2 separate regions of the Anas platyrhynchos genome follow, and region 2 is linked to region 1. A link is a contact called in public Hi-C data. All regions are on one chromosome and are shown on one strand. Each heading gives the region's core, a stretch centred on a gene start, on an enhancer-like site or on the middle of the called end of the contact. The rest is flanking DNA. Distances are from core to core; before and after follow the strand shown.

What was found. Hi-C and Micro-C count contacts between places; a contact is called where the count stands out from the background.
Region 2: a Hi-C map of skeletal muscle shows a contact between it and region 1, with 2.5 times the contacts expected there. The contact joins the promoter of GNPDA1 here to the enhancer-like site in region 1. A contact is called at or near these places in 2 of 8 Hi-C or Micro-C datasets (skeletal muscle and subcutaneous adipose tissue).

The regions. Positions count from the first base shown.
Region 1 is chr14:1,332,130-1,334,839 of IASCAAS_PekinDuck_T2T, reverse strand. The region is part of intron 1 of FGF1 (fibroblast growth factor 1); the gene reads right to left. All of the region lies in intron 2 of LOC106017998 (a long non-coding RNA gene), which reads left to right. Among named protein-coding and RNA genes, the nearest start is that of FGF1, 14 kb to the right of the region's middle. Within about 2 kb of position 1,444, at least 2 of the 8 cell types and tissues checked have an H3K27ac peak or open chromatin away from gene starts, as enhancers often do.
Region 2 is chr14:1,437,181-1,439,880 of IASCAAS_PekinDuck_T2T, reverse strand. It overlaps GNPDA1 (glucosamine-6-phosphate deaminase 1), which reads right to left and starts at 1,446. Exons shown (of 6, transcript XM_021274457.4): 1 at 1,251-1,446; 2 at 899-1,000. The coding sequence starts at 1,374.

The sequences.
Region 1 (2,710 bases), core at 195-2,694:
ACACTCGAGAAAAAGGCTGAAAACACCCAGTGTCTGATTGGAGCCCGCGGGAGGCAGGAAGCCCAGGCTAATAACTCTCGCCACTATTATACCTCAGTCATGATTATGGCTGGGACTGCACGCAGGCTGCTAGATAAGCAAACTTTTTTCTTCCTGTCTTGGCGTTGTGTACCTCACCTGGCTGAGGCACAGCCGTGCTTAGAGCCAGACCAAAATGTCGATGTTGTGGGTGATAAACGAGGGCACAGGAGGATTTCATTGCCTGGGCAGTGAGCGGGAGGTACACCCACACAAATGTGGGTGATCAAATGCATGTGAAAAAAATGAACTTTGAGGATATAATGAGCTTATATCATGCTGGTGCACCCTTGTATCCCAACTGAAACAAAGTCCGGTGCCTGGCCTAGAAACTGTGTTTAAAATCTGCCTCGAATAGGCTGACCCTCATGTGCAACAGTGCCTAGTGCTTATAGAGAAGTGGATTTATGAACAGAAAAAGACAGGGCAGAGGATAAACCTAGAGAGAGGAAATGACTTTAAATGCTACTTATTCCCATAGCTATATATGGGAATCGTTATATGCTCACTGTTTTTGTGTATTTATGTTGCATACAGATTGTGAAAGCATCTATTTGGCACGGCGTTGTGTTACTGTAGAATTAGGGTTGAGCTGGTATCACAGTGTGTGTTTCCCAGTGACCTGGGAGATAACTGGGAGTGTAACCCATGGCAGTACACAGACACTGAGAAACGGATGGCTCTGTGTGTGTGCATAACCCCCAAACGTTTGGCTGTAAGCTCCTAACTATTTAACTTTGCAAATGCAGCTGCAAGGAGGGGAAACTGTGCCTCCAAGTGGATCCCCAAAGTCTGCAGGAGATAAAAAAAAAAAAAAAATAAATAAAAAAAATAAATAAAATAAATAAAATATGTGAAACTGCCCATTTCTTTTAAAGTTTTGGGAACTAAAAACTAAAACCTTGGAAATAAAGACTTTGTTGCTGTTGTTAAAAACACGCCCTGCCATTTCCACCGACTTTGGTTAGATCACGGACTCCATCCCTTTCTTTCAGATGCGTCCCTTTGGGGTCGCTATGAGAACAGCGAGATTTCCTAGGAGGGGAGAACAGCCGTGAAGGAAGAAGCGTTCTCTGTCATCCAAGGCCTGGATTCCTGCTGGCAGCGAGCAGTTCCCGACGGGCCCCTCTCCTCCTGGCCCGCGGTGCCGTGCTGCAGCTGGAGGGCTGAAGTCAGGGGGCCAGCAGGGTCAGGGCGTGGGGGCCCGGCCACGTATTATTTTAAACTTTTCCCCACTGCCCTTTCTGCAGGACTGCTCTGATCTTGTTTCAGGAGTCATGTTTTCTGGAACAATGCCTAGCGAGCCGTGCTTTATCAGGCGCGTTTCCCCAGCTCTTTGCTGATGTGCCCAGGGAGCTGTTTTGGTGCTTATCAGGTTCACAAAACCGGCTGCCGGCCAGCTCCACCCCGTATCGCGCATCTCCCCGAGGCTCAGTCCTGCTCTGCCCCTAATTGCGAAGCCAAAAGCATTAACCTTTCTCTGCAGAAGTCAGACCAAGTTTTATAACCATCTCTCATGGTTTCCTTGCTGCTTAAATGAACAAAAGCAGCGTCAGGCTCAGAGCTGGGACGTTCAGAGTGTGTGCGCTTGGAAGCAAAAGCCCCGGCTGTCCCATCTGACACAGCCTGGTATTTTTGGAAATGCTCACTGATGGTGATATAAGCTGCTAGCGAGGTGGCACGCTGAAGGTGCTAGCACTGATGCCCTGCACTGAGCTCAGTGAAGTGTCCCAGGGCTGCTCAGGAGGAGCTGGATGCATCCTGGTGGCCTCCCAGGGCAGCTGGTGGGCTCCCAAGGTACAGCTTTGACATCTTTTTTTGACACAGTTGTCAGGCAGCTGAAATTAGGTACCTCTGAGACCTTCTGCTCCCAGAACTTTTTTTTTTCTATTGAGAAATCATGATTTTCTTGTAGCAGTTCAGATTTAATACCGATAGCCTGCCATGCTTCCTCTGAATGAAAGCCTTCAAGTCATTCGATGTGGTAGATAAGGCTCCAGTGCTTTGCTGAGCATTAATCAAGATCAGTGGCATTGTGTAATTTACTGGAAATCCAGCTTTTCTTCAACCTTCCTCTGAAGGCGAAGGGCTCTCAGAAACCTCCTGGGCTGGCGGTGGAGAGAAGCGAGAAGCAAACCTCCCTCAGCCACGGGCTCGGAGCAGGAGCTCAGCAGCGCTGCGCCGCAGCCAACGTGGGTGAGGAGCAGACTGGTGCTTCCCTTGTTTACTGCCTGTCTGCACGGCTGAGTGCATCTATGGATAGCTTTAACAGAGCAGCCCTGCTGGAAATTTTCTTCATTTTCATGTATTTCCTTTAAGGTTTTTTGCTATTTTTAGAGCACCTTCAGTGCTCGCCAGCTGCCTTTGACTCCACAAGAGAAGCTGAATGAACACAATTTTCCACTCCCATTGTCTCTCCTCGCTAAATACTGTTGCTGTTCTCATACTTTTATGACCGTGTAGTTGGTACTCTATGCACAGTACCACTCCAGGCCCTACTATTATACTTCTGGCAAGAAAATTTTAGTTTTTTATGGGAATTTTGTGTAATCTGGCATCTGGATTTACCCATCTAATAGTAGCAGATGTCAAAACCTCCCAGGTCAGAAATGAGCTTTCTAGAGATAAAAAA
Region 2 (2,700 bases), core at 197-2,696, 110 kb before region 1:
AAAAGCAGGCACGCACTGTGCCTCGTCTGTTGCTGCCTGTTCAGTCTTCCTCCCAGTTCATATTAGCAAGAACAATTTCAAAACTGTGTACAAGCCTGGGAAATAATTTATTGCGTATATTTTTCCCCTTCAGTGTTACAAATCTGCAGAACTGTCTACTCCCTGGTGCTGCTTGATAATGATCATTCACAAGAAAACTGCTTGACCAGCATGAAGTTAGCAAATAATTAGCCTGTACGTTTGTCACCTTTGGATCTCCAGGCCTTCTCCACTAATCTCTCTGCACTCTTTTTTCTGAAGAGGCTATTTCATCACAGCTTCAAAATTCAACACTCCTCTGCAGTCTCCACAAGCACCTGTATCTGTTCCTGAAGGTCACTCTGATGGGTAACAACGCATCAGCCCTCTATGGGACTTGCAGCTGAAGTGACCCCAATAATCCAGGTACAAAGGTGGCAGTTAATAACGCACATTATCTCAGGTTAAAATGCGATAAAATGGATCTGTACTTGGTCACTACCTAAGTTCAGGTAAAACACAGCGGGCTCTAATGTGTGTGGGCTCAGGCAACACCTGATACTCTAATATTTCTTATAGAGGTTTTCAGATTGTCCCTGCTAACTCCCTGTGGTAACACAAGTTTTATCCTTTCTCCCTTAAACCCTTTGCAGCTGGGATGCTCCGAATGCACAGTAACTACGGGGAGCTTTGTGAGTGCAGGCAGCAGCATGCACACCGCTCCAAGGGGCTGGCAGCAGCGCCTAATTAACGAGGCTTTGAGGGATCACAGATAGATCGGTAATTATGAGCAAAACAGTGAAACCCAGCACTTCGGCCACCCAAAGGAGCTGCAGGTTTTGAGAGGGGCAGCGGCTGGGCTGCTCCCTGCGCCACTCACCCACGTACTCGTCCATGTTGAAGGTCTTCACGTACTTGAAGGACAGGTCCCCATTCTTGTGGTACTCCACCAGCTTCTGGTAGCATCCCAGCGGCGTGCTGCCTGCGGGCGGACAGACACACAGACAGTCAGTCAGTCAGACACACAGACATCAGTCAGTCAGTCAGACACACAGACATCAGTCAGTCAGTCAGACACACAGACATCAGTCAGTCAGTCAGACACACAGACATCAGTCAGTCAGTCAGTCAGTCAGACATCAATCAGTCAGTCAGTCAGACACACAGACAGTCAGTCAGTCAGACACAGAGACATCAGTCAGTCAGTCAGTCGGACAGCCCGTCAGCCCTACCTGTGGGCAGCCCGAGCGTGAAGCAGCGGCCGGGGCCGGGCGCGAATTGCACGATGCGGTTGCGGATGTATTTGGCCGCCCACTCGCTGGCCTCCGCGTACGTCTCCTGGATGATCAGCTTCATGGCGGCCCCGCCGCTACGCCGCCATCTTAGCGCCCGCCCCGCCTCAGCGGGCGGCGCTGGGCGCCCGGGGCCGGGCTGGGGCCGGCCTCAGCAAGCCCCAGGGCAGTGCCACAAGGCTGGGGGCAGCGCCTCTCGTTCCTCTGTCCTGGGAGTACATCGCAGGGAGCTGCTTCAGGGCACCTCGGTGCTGTTTTGGGGCTGTGGGTGCAGCCCCGCATCCCTGCTGAGTGGCTCCGAGCTGCCCAGGCGCCGTGCTGATATTGAGCTGCTTTTTTTGACCTGTGTTTGTGCTGCTCCTGACGGTGCTGGTGTCCCAAAAAGGCCTTTTTTTGCTGCTCCAGCTCCCTTCAACCTGTGCCCGAGCTCACCGTGCAGCCTGGGTGAGAGTGAAGAGGTCCCTTAGGGAACACAAAGCTCCTCACAGTTAGGCAGCACTTCACTTCCATTAGGAAAAAGGAATAATATACAAATTGCCTTCCTAGGACCCAGTCCATGCAGTTCCTTCCTTTTAAAAAATGTAAATGACCTGGCAAGGCTGAGTGCTCCTGATGTTATCTCGCCGTGAGTGCTGAGAGCTGCTGGCTTGGTTTGTGCTTGGCTGGGGAACAGTGGGTGTGACAGGCCACTGCCAGACCCTGCGGTCGGACTTGGGAAGAGTTTTAGGCCACAGAGACTAAATAAATGGAAAGTGCAGTGTGTTTCCATCAGCAGTGGTTACCCGGCAGGCAGGGAGGTATTTCCGTGGCTGCAGTGCTGGGCAAAGAGCTGACAGCAGAGGCTCCTCCATGTGCCCACCATGCTGGACAGCCCGGGGTTCTTTACAGGCTGTTGCCTCGCCTTTGGCTCTGTGTGAAAGGACTTTCCCTCTTTTCCCTCTGGCATCATATCGGTGTGATACACCCGTCAGTCCCGCAGACACCGGCAGCAGTTACAGCTCCCGTGGTTTCAGCAGCACAGGTTGGAGCCAGGCAGAGCTGTGCTGAGCTGAGGGACAGCGGGGACCTGGCTGATGTCTGAACACTTCTCATCCTGTGTCTGCTGTTCTCCAGGCATCACCCCCACAAAAGGAAGGCAAATATGGAGGTGCAGAGTGCAGGAAAGACCATTTCCCAAAGCAACAAGCTGCAGGGCAGCATCCGCATGCCCCTCTGCGGTGATTTGCGGGCTGCCAGGTTTGCTGTGCTCAGAACAGCCACGGACAGCTCAGGCTCCCTGCCACCTACCTGCACAGCCTTCTGTTACTGCACTTTGCACCCCTCAGCTACAGAGAGCTGCTGCGTTTGAGGCTCAGCCTTGCCCTGACATGCTGCCAACACAGGCCCAGGG